2 separate regions of the Zea mays genome follow, and region 2 is linked to region 1. Evidence: chromatin contacts called from public Hi-C data. All regions are on one chromosome and are shown on one strand. The core of a region is the stretch at or near the end of the contact, and the rest is flanking DNA. Distances in the headings are between cores, read along the strand shown. Region 1 holds the start of LOC100384823. Region 2 holds the start of LOC103641406 (C2H2-like zinc finger protein).

Evidence for each region. Hi-C and Micro-C count contacts between places; a contact is called where the count stands out from the background.
Region 2: a Hi-C map of ear shows a contact between it and region 1, with 1.8 times the contacts expected there. The contact joins the promoter of LOC103641406 here to the promoter of LOC100384823 in region 1. A contact is called at or near these places in 2 of 25 Hi-C or Micro-C datasets (ear and tassel).

The regions. Positions count from the first base shown.
Region 1 is chr10:93,653,060-93,658,550 of Zm-B73-REFERENCE-NAM-5.0, reverse strand. It overlaps LOC100384823, which reads left to right and starts at 2,268. Exons shown (of 7, transcript NM_001362472.1): 1 at 2,268-2,570; 2 at 4,609-4,843; 3 at 5,202-5,320. The coding sequence starts at 4,690. It also overlaps the pseudogene LOC109942864.
Region 2 is chr10:93,907,187-93,912,677 of Zm-B73-REFERENCE-NAM-5.0, reverse strand. It overlaps LOC103641406 (C2H2-like zinc finger protein), which reads left to right and starts at 3,064. Exons shown (of 3, transcript NM_001323006.1): 1 at 3,064-3,801; 2 at 3,963-4,063. The coding sequence starts at 3,101.

The sequences.
Region 1 (5,491 bases), core at 1,019-3,518:
TGATCGAAAGAAAGGAAATAGACTAGTGGCTTTACCTTGACTCTAGGAGAAGGTGCCTTTTTTGGTGCGCTTGTGGGACACATTCAGCTACAGATCGCTTGCCATGGTCCATGAGTCGATAGGAATGGCGCAGAAAGACTTGGGACGAGGCCTTTTCCTCTTGGAAGGCTTTTGCCAAGGCTTCTTATGAAAGCTAGGAAAGATAAAGTGGAAGCTGGATAAAAATGGACCAAGGAGGGCCCCTACTTATAAATGTGGGGTTCAACATCCAGCGACTAGAGATGGCCCAAAGCACGCTTTCTGCTCCCCTCCTGAGTTGCTGTGACTAACGAGGCTCCCACAGGGACAAAAGATTGCCTCAAAGCTAGAACAACAATCGACCCGGGCTAGGAAAACTCGAGAAAGTGGTGGACTTAAGCAGCCCCACAGGCGCAAAAAGCCCACCTCTCGATCTAAGGAAGGCACATACGCCGATGGACCTGACCTCGAAAAAAGGCACTAAAGGGAGAACACTCTCCCGCTAGGGGCTCAGGGGCTACTGTACAAGACCTCGGGCCTTTGGGTTCACGAGTCAGCAAGGGCAAAGAGATATTCCAAGCAAACCGCTCACGGGTCGATGATTTCCGCCTTGCCCACACGGGGTCGAATGAGGCGGAAATCAGCAGGAGTCAGACAAGCCAGACAAAGGCCAACTAGTATTTGAATAAACAATAATTTATATGATTTTAGTGTTTAGAAATAAATAATAATTATATTTGAATAAATATCTTAATATCTATTTATATGATATATAAAAATCGTAGCAAAATACGAGCAACTGACTAGTAGGTATATGTCGGAGAGGAAATCTCCGGCCGGGTGGCGGAATGCACCCGCCCTAAATCCTAAGATGAGGAGGGGCCTAAGCGTTTTGCCTGCCTGCTAAGCGATGAATGAACACAAGAACACACAAGAGTTTAGAGTGGTTCGGGTCGACGGAGCGTAATACCCTACTCCACTGTGTGATGTATTGAGCTTGAGAGCTTGTATGAACTTGTGAGCCTGAGCTGGGTCTAAGTGTGCTTAAGTGAGCCTCGTTTGTAACGCTGCGTGCCTCCCATTTTGTAGCCCAAGGGGGCATGTACAAGGGTGCTGAGCCCCGACATGTACCAGGAACATAACAGATGTAATACTTGGAGCAACTAATGTTTGTTGCTGGAGCAATCTCCTTGCGCCCTGATATTCACGATCTGCGTAGCTTTGGCGTGCAGGGGAAGTCTCCCTGGCAACGTACGAGTGATGATGGTCACAATGCTCCTCACAGCACGGGCGTACTGTTTGGCAATGGACTAGACAGGCACGCCGCCTGCAGGATGGCCTGGACGCCGCCTGCCAGCGGAGTGGACAGGACACATTAAATGCTGAGGTGGCACATCGCCTGTCAGTGGAATAGTCAGGCTGTGCGTATTCTCCACAATAAATGCAGAGACCGCGCGACCCAGAGGCCTTACGTCAGGCTCCGCCCGCTGGCTTACGTCACGGGCGATATGCCACGTGGCAGCATCGGGCCTCCGCCTGAGCGGGGAGCGGAAGTGTACATGGTATGGTCCGGACACGTGTCGGCTCCGGACCCGCCTGGCCTTGATTAAGGCATGGGTATATTTTGTCCCAGAATCCCGGGATCCTGCTGAGGGTGGCCCGGACCCTACATAGAGAGGTCCGAGACTCGTCTCGGGGATCCGATTTGTACCCGCGGAGGTCCTGGACCCTGCCCAGAGGTCCGGTCCGGATATGCTGGGGTTCGACACTTTCCCATGTGGTCCGGACCCACCGTTGATACCTTGGAGGATATTGTCTTCCCTGGCCACGTGACGACCTCTGGAGCCGTCCACGTGGTGGAGACGAGTACTGTTTACCGTGCGACTAAGGATAGCTGCATAAACAGCGTACCTTCATACTGTAGTAACGGATACCCTGTTCCAGGGTACTGACACTATATATATAGCAGTAAAGAGACAGACTTTTAAGAAAATAGTCCGTCTTTTGATTTTTCACTTAACCATGTATGGACCACTTATTAATGAGGTTGTATCGTGGTCGGCACGCCAAGCACACCTGTACACGTCAGCTAACTAGCCAAGGTCAAGGGGGACGCGTGCCCTCCTTGTCTCAGTGACCTCCATGTGGGTCCCGGCAGTCGGAACCGACGACTGGCAGAAGTAAGCATGGGAGAGAGCGTTTCCAGTCGCTGCGCTGCGCGTCATTCTCCTCCCCTCCTTCCACCCGGCAAAAACCCCGCGTCGGCCACTCTCCGGAGGCGACTAGGGTTTCAGCCCCTGGGACACGCCGCCGGTCGTGGCACCTCCGCCACCGGATCCCGGTACCCGAGCTACGCCATCGCCGCCCCGCCCCCGGTCACCGCCGGTGCGCTTCCGCCGACACCAGACGCAGCTCGTCCGCCCCGTCACGTGCACCTCTGCGTGGGCGCGGGATTGGATAGGGTTTGGGGTTTCGGCGGCTGGCGCCAAATCCCACCGCTGCTGCTCGCGCAGGAGGTCTCGAGCCCTCGGGGTTCCCCTACTCCGCTCCGGGTAAGATGTTCCCCTCCCTGCTCCTGGAGGCCGCGCTCTCGACTCGGCCCGTTTCGGCCGATTTGCTGCAGGGTCTCGAGCAATGCTGATGATTTAGGGGTTCTTTCTTCTCGTGTTTCCGCTTGCATCAGCGCACGATATCAGCTGTGTTAGGGCGCTGTTCTGGGTTTCAAATTGTGAGCTGCGCACATCTGCGCGTCCGATTTTGCGGGGCTCGAGCATTTGAAGGATCAAGTGTTGGGGGATGGCACCTGTATTTCGGCTTGCCTCAGTGCGCGATTTCGGCTGTGTTGGGCCGTGGTTACGGGGTTCAAATGTAAATCTGCTTCGGAGGAGGTGTGCGCATCTGTGCTTCGAATTTTGGGCCATTTCGAGGTGGAAATGTTGGGGTTCTTTTTCACCAGTAGCAGTATGGTTGGTCTTGTACGAATGCTGCATTCTGTGTCTGTGCACCTCGAGTGGTATAGCTGGGAAAAAAGGGTTAATCCTAAGCTCTCATGCAGTACTTGGAGATGCCAGTGTGTGTTCAGAACTTCAGATATGCATGTTGTGGCATGAACCACTGGCTTCTTCTAGTCAGGGTTTAGGGTTTTTTCACTTCTAGATGTGCTTATGTTGACGTGTTGGGTGCCTGCAACTAGTTAAAGGGTGGCCCGTGGCCTAGGTGACCTTGTAGGAAAATGTTTCTGGCCCAGGATGGTTCATTTTACTTAGCTTGGTGATGAATCCAATTTATGTGGGATCAATCTGCCCTTGGAACTGTGTTGTCAGTCTAAAACTACCCCCACACAGTTTTTCTGGTGTCAATAAATATGTCTATTCCAAACACAGACCCTTATAACTACTAATAAAATGCCCGCAAGGGGAGGTGCCGCCGTCCTCGCGCATCTTGACCAACCACCCTACTTAACTATGTCACCATCGTGCCCTTTTTCGACCAATTGTTAGTGACACGGCGAAGATCTTCAAAAACTCAACGCATCGGTCATACAAGCACAAAGTTCGACCAAAGTTGTATTTGAAATTTTCATGTAAGTATAGTAGCATAGATGCTTTGTGAAGCATCATCATCAAGTGCTCGGCTGCAGGAGGCTGCATGCTGGGTCAATGTGGTGCCACATGGACCACCTGCCGAAGTAACTGTCCCAAGCGCCCTCGCCGCGAGCTCCTCCCCAGCATTGCGCGGCGCTGGCCGTGACAGGCGCCGACAAAGCCCGCCTCGTAGGGCGCCAGCGTGCTCGCAAACACAACCTCCTCGCCGTCCTCGTCCACGCCTCGCCTTGCGCACTTGCTGATGAATCATCCCACCTGGACACCGTCGAGCCTGTCGCCATACGCGCTACTGTTGGCCTCACCGATCACCTGCAGCGGACCGACCTTGGCCTTCCTTTCACCGCCCACGAGCACGACCTCCTTGGTCGCGCCCCGCTCCGCGGTGGCAAACAGGCACGTCGCCGCTCCCGCGCAACAGAGGGAGGTGGAGGCCACGAGCAGCAGAAGGTCGCAGCTCGCAGAAGGCTGCAGGGGTGGGGGCGCAGGTGTTTGTCCAGGCAGACACAGGGCTAGGGCGGTGGCGGCGTTGATCGCGAGCTCTGGGGTGTTGACGGGGGCTGGGGGATGAGGAAGGAGGCTAGAGGTGGGTGAGGGATGAGGGGATGATCCAAAAAACACTCACGGTTGGATGCGATTGATTAAGAGAGAGGAGGGTAAATGAAGCGATTTGGATCGTTGGTTTTAATGGTGGGATTTAGCTGAGGGTAATTTATTGTGTGCACTCAGTGATGTTTTAACTGATGGATTATATAGGGGTATAAATAAGACATGTTGACCTCATTTGAAAATTGGAACTATCAATCAAAGTTTCATGTCTGATTTCGTGGTTTCTTTATGTTTGTTGTTGGTTGGTATTATAGTTCAGTTGCGACATCTGATGTCAGGACTCTACTTATTGTGAAATACTGAAATTCATTTTCTTGCATCGGTGGTTTGCAGAAATTCCTTGACTAACTTGTTTATATTCTCTTATTATCAATTTCAGCTGGAGTTCTCGATGAAACTTGTTCTACAGTGTTCTTCTGTTGCATGACTCAGTTGTTTTGAGTTATACTTCATAATAACAATGCAAACACGAAAAAAGGGTGCTGCAAAAAATGCAGTGGGGTATCATGCCAATCCTAAGACAAGTAGGCCATCCAGAAGGGCAACTCAATCTACAGTTGCTGAAAAGAAAGTATCTGATCTCATCACGTCTTCTTCCAAGAAGCAGAGACCTGGTAAAGTTCAATCGGAACTTTGATTATGTTTTATTCTTATTATATGTAACCTGTAGTTAACTTGACGATACATCTTGTGTGCAAACCTTTTCTTTTAATCATCTTGTGTCAAATCTGAAGAAAGCCATTGTCCTACAATTACTTATTAGCCCTCTATTTATTTTGACACTGCTTTGGAAAAACGGTTAGTTTTTACTCGTCATTGAATTGTTGGAGGTGTTTCTGCTGCCTCTCTGGTTACAAATATATGTTTTGGTGCCCAAATGCTACTTCTGATGTTCTATTGCTAAGTTGATTTACTATTTGGATGGTAGCATTGACTGGATCTGATTGCTAAAATTGTGTTGTTATCATGCAGTTGGTGTCACTTCCAAGAAGCATTCTAAAGGAGGAAGGAAGCTGCTAGTTTCATGTGATACAACTGATGCTGGAAATGATGCACCTCAGGTACCCCCTAGCGTCTTCCCTGATCTGCAGGTACAGTTCTTGGCTAAATTTAGTTTGAAGTTACTTATCCTTTCTTTTTGCTGTATTTCTATCTGTGGTGTTAATTTCTTCCAATCAAAACTGAAGGTGCTGTGGTGGGCTGTAGTGAACAGTACCCACGGGTACTGTAGCACCACGGGTAGTCGGGTACTGAGAGAAGGG
Region 2 (5,491 bases), core at 1,815-4,314, 250 kb before region 1:
GGGAGGAGGAGTAGGACGGCGGACGAGGCAGAGCAGGCGGCGCCTCAGGACGACATTGTCCAGCAGCAGGACGACGACGACCAGCAGCAGGACGACGACAACTAGTAGCAGGACGCCTCAGGTTCTGGCGGCTCATGTTCGAGGAGCATCTACCTGGGAGGTCCCGCGAGTCTCCCTCAGCGTCCCATACTTCGGGACAGGCGACCGCTGATTCGGCCGGATGGGGAGAGGTATGTAACTTTATGTTCTTCATTCTTGTTCATATTATGTGTTCAAAATCATAATATAAACTAATACTTTTTATTTATCACTTGGACAGGTCTTGGGCGGTTGTGGATTATGCTGGGGGTCATCGTCGCCTCCCCAATGGCATCCTCGGCCTGCTGTGCAGGGAACACTTCCCTGGACTGGTTGAGTACGCCGGAGTGACGGGCCCAGCCTACACCTTCGACCACTATGCCGTCGCCCCCGATGCAGTAGACCGGGACGGTCGGGAATTCAATAACAAGGCAGAGCGGATTAAGCAAGAGCTGTGGGTAAGTCTTAGTATAATGTAAAATATGTCGTATTTGTTGCAAATTCTTGAAATAATGTATGGATACATCGTTTTTGTATGCAGGATTTCTTCAGATGCGAGGCTGGATACGAGGCTAGGGCGGATGTGGTGGCCACCACGAGCTGTAAGAAGCTCGTCGTGGACATGCACTATGAGGCCCGAATCTAGGCCATCGTCACCTACCACGGCTCTGTCCTTGGGGGAGAGGGTGACCAAGCAGCAAGCCCGAACCATGACGTTGACCAGGGACCAGTACCTGCAGGTAAAGTCATGCATGTTTGGTACTAGTACTCCATGCATGAATTTTATTTTATTTTCTGATATGCACTTTACGTGTTTACTTTGTAGGTGATTCCACATTGGTGTGCCGCACATCCTCTCTATTGGGAGCAGATGGTGGATAGGTGGTGTTTGGCTGAGTGGGATGAGGCGCACAACGCTAGCCGGGAACGGCGTATGATGATGCAAGGTCCCTCCCACCACCAAGGCAGCCGGAGCCTGGGTCAATATGCGAAGCATGGGTACACCCTCTTTTTTATTTAGGTATATAGCACTAGATTAGATATTATTTCTAACTATATCGTTGGTTTTCTTGTAGTCGGCGTCACATGGTGGCCGACCTTGCTCCACCTTCTCGGCCTATGCTATGGCCCATAAGGGTAAGGCGACGTCCGACGTCACCTACAACCCGGATGACGGGCTCGAGGCCTACACCAACCCTGCCATCTACAGCCGCCTCCATGACTACATCGCCATGGCGCAGGAGGTCCATGGCCCAGAATATGATCCGAGCACCGAGCCGATCAACCCCGATGTGCTCATGAGGGTCGGAGGAGGCAAGAGACATGGGCGGTACTGGATTGCCGACGGGGCAATCGACTCGTCCTTCACTCCCACTCTGTCTCAGGTGAGAGCAAGGAGCACGAGCTCGAGTTCAGCCATACGACCTCGGCACGACAGCTCAGCTTCGCATACAGTAACTCGAGGTTAGTGCTTCTGTAACTCGTCCTTCCTTGAGTTATATACCTTCTCTTTGAGTTACTATAACGTTGGCTTGTAATATTACAGACTCAACTAGAAGAAGAGAGGAGGGAACGTCACGAGATGGAGGCGAGGATTATGGCGGAGCGGGAGGCTCGCCTGGCAGATCATCAGAGGATGGCGGAGATGTTCCAGTACATGCAGAGCCTTGGCGCCGCACAGGGCATCGCTCCGCCACCTCCATTGTTCCCTCCAGTTGACCCTGCTCTCTTCCATACTCCTGTGAGTATCAAAATTGTAGTTAGATGTTGGTAATGCATCTAGTATAACACATGCAATCTCTTCTCTGTGCAGGGCCAATCTGAGGCGGCATCCAACAACCCTCTGGAAGGGTTCAGCCCAACGCAGCACCAGTCGAACCAGCCACCTCCATGAGTGTTATGTTTTCAGTGTTTAGACTTCAGAACTTGTGTAGAATACTTATGTTTGTGTTGGATACTTATGTCAGAGTTTGAGACGTATGAGACTTATGTTTGTGTTGGATACTTGTGTTAACACTTATGTTTGTGATGGATAGTTATGTTTGTGTTGGCTATTTATGTTTGTGATGATATCTGTGATGTATATATGTGATATATATGTGATATCTTTTGTTTGTGTGGTTGGAATATAAAAAACAAATAAAAAAGGTGCCTACTGGTCACTTTGCCGAGTGTAACACTCGACAAAGAGGTTCTTTGCTGAGTGTCAAGACCATAGCACTCGGCAAAGAACTAAGACCTGGGCACCGGTATAGGTTCTTTGCCGAGTGTAATGTCTCTGACACTCGGCACAGAGGCACGCTATGCCGAGTGCCGTGCATAGCACTCGACAAAGAACCTGACATGGGGACCCTCTCTGGCGGGTTCTTTGCCGAGTGCTGCGGGGCAGACACTCGGCAAAGGTAACTTCTTTGCCGAGTGTCACCCGGGACACTCGGCAAAGACGCCGTCTCCGTCACCCGTCGACGTAACGGCTGCTTTTCTTTGTCGAGTGCTGTCTGGCACTCGGCAAACCTCTTTGCCGAGTGCCCGAGAAAAAGTACTCGGCAAAGAAGACTTTGCCGATGCACTGTATGCCGAGCCTTCTTTGCCGAGTGCGACACTTGGAAAAACCTTTGCTGAGTGTTTTAAGGCTTTGCCGAGGCGGCGATTCCGGTAGTGAAATTAATCAGTTTAAGGGATTTCGACAAAGGCTTCTCCCTGGCACTTCTATACTACTCGGATGGAAATGTTTACACCTCCATGCCATCTTCATTGACATAGAAGTATAATAAAATTGTATGTCCTAATCTTTCCTATGCCATTGATGATGATATGAAAGAATAAGATATTGCATCCGAGTGGCATACAAGTAATTATGATATTTATGACCACAACTCTTTCCATGCGGAGAAGATTGCAGTAGTATATAGAAAAATGTCTCTATTTATTTATGTAGGAGCATTTGACATTGAACCTATTTTTTTAATAGAAGAGTGCAGAGGGCACACACTAGCAGCTAGTCATAAAGATTAGAGGCGATATGTCTCTCGCCACCCTGCTGCTCCCCTCCCCAGGCTCTATGGCCACCAAGGCTGGCACGGCCGGCGACCACCACACCGACAGCAGGAGGCACGACCACGACCACCACGGCAGCAAGTGCAAGAAGAAGCCACCGGCATCACCGCAACCGTCGTCGCTCGCGTCGGCGCCGAGAACCCCGCCATCAGGGGCACGAAGCCAGCGCGTGATGGTCATGGCTGCGTCCTCGTCATCTCCCAGGAAGAAAAGCCCCAAGGCCCCCGCGGCGGGCAAGAACAGCCGCGCCCAGTACCAGCAGCACCGAGGCCAGGCGACGAAGAAGAAGGCCACTGCGGCGGCGTCCTGGGACTGGGAGCAGGTGAAGAGCCTGCTGAGCTGCCGGAGCGTGACGGCGGCGGCGCGCGTGCACGACCCAGCGGCTCCGTCGGCGCTGGCGCGGCTCCGCGGCAGCGGCGCGGGGACGTGCGGCGCCTCGCTCTGCGCCATGCGCGACGTGGTCGACGCCGCCTCCTCCGCGGCGTCGTCCGCCGCCGCGTCCGCGTCCGCGTCGGGCGACCGCGACACGGCACCGCTGAACCGCCGGCGCGCGCACCGCGGCGCCTCGTCGTCGTCTGCCGGCGCCGGCAGCAGCCACCACTCCTCCCTGCGGGGCCTCTCCGGCTGCTACGAGTGCCGCGCCATCAACGTGGAGCCCATGTCGAGGTCCGTCGTCCGATCCGTCCCAGCTACTAGCTCAATATTAGTTTTATGATTACTAATTAGACTATGGAGCTTTTGAGCTGGATGATGATTAAGGTAATCATGATGTGGTGACTGGTGATTGCGCCAAAGCTAACCGTGATTAATGGATGGTTAATGGTCAGGCGGTACCCGAGGCCGAGGGAGCTGTGCGCGTGCCCGCAGTGCGGCGAGGTGTTCACCAAGGCCGACACCTTGGAGCACCACCAGGCCATTCGCCATGCAGGTACGGTAGCCGCCCTCTCCTTCCAGCGCTCTACAGTTCTAGCCATCCAGATTTCTCTCTGTTTTTGTTTCCCGTATTGAACGAATGAAACCGATTCCTCTATTTCTAAGAGAATTATAGTATATTTTTTGAGCAGTACATTTTTAATAGTATTATAGTGATATATAAAATAAATATAACTAAATAATGTGGTGAGTACATTATTAGTAGTACATGTTACTACCTGTATAGTGGCTTGAACATACACTCCCCGCAGAGCAACTTTATTGCAAGATAATTAAAGGCGCAACACGGGAATTTCACCCAAAAGTAAAGTAAAGGCGATACGTGTGTTGTGGACCTTTTTCTTTAAGATGAAGCTAGGTTTAATGCTGTTCAGTTCATATGGTGAAAGACTTGGGGTACGGTAGCTACAGATCTGTGAGGTATCTATGGCTAGCTAGTAGTGTCGGCGCCCCTGGTCAATGATACGGCTTGTTATATACGGCTTGTATATAATTTTATATACAGTTTTCTTAAAACACGCTCTTACGACATAATCCCACACGTACGCAAGAGATCCACTAGTCTGAGGTGAAGTAGTGATATTTGTAGCTTTATTTATTTTATTCTATTTATATGTGAGGACATAATTCAAATTAAGAAGCTTTTTTTATTATAGGTGAGTTTGTTGTAAACAAGGTCTAAGTTGTTCTGCCAAAAGCTGCTAATAAACAAAAAATAGTCACCACTAGCTCCACCACTAGCTAGAGCAAGATAAAATAAAATAGTTATATATAATCCCTGTGTAGCTTGGCACATGTATCCATGTGAGTGGAGCCGTGGAGGTAGTAGTAGAAGCTAGCCGGCCAGGAGGAGACAAACAGAAAGGCCGGGGAAGATGCTGCTGCATGCTTCTTTCTGCGCATCAAAGTTAACCTACCATGCATACGGCCATACCCCCTGCTCCCCTGCTTCCTTTTCCATCTTTTTCCTTGTCTTTTGTGGTTTACAAGCAAGCAACAAGCACGGCATTGTTGTGTCTTCTCCCCAAAGCATCTAGGCGCTTGTTTAATGCACGTAATGACTGGATCACATTAAAAAAAACCACCATTTCATGGTCTAGCACAAAACCCAAAAGTTGCGTGCAGGCCGCTCACCTTTGCATGCATGCCTTTGGGCGTGTACCAACAGCAACAATCACATGAAAGATTGATAAAACTAAAAGAGGCTCCACATGACATGAGTACATGACTAACAACATCAACTATGACATGAAAAAGTCCCATCATGATGTGGCCAAAAATATATATAAATAAATAGAATGGAAAAAATATATATTTGGGGCTTTATTGCTTGGCATATGAAAAAGTAGAGTGATGAGCTGCACTGCATTTGCATGCATGTGTGAAGTGTAACGTAGGGCTGTACCACTGACATGCCACGAAA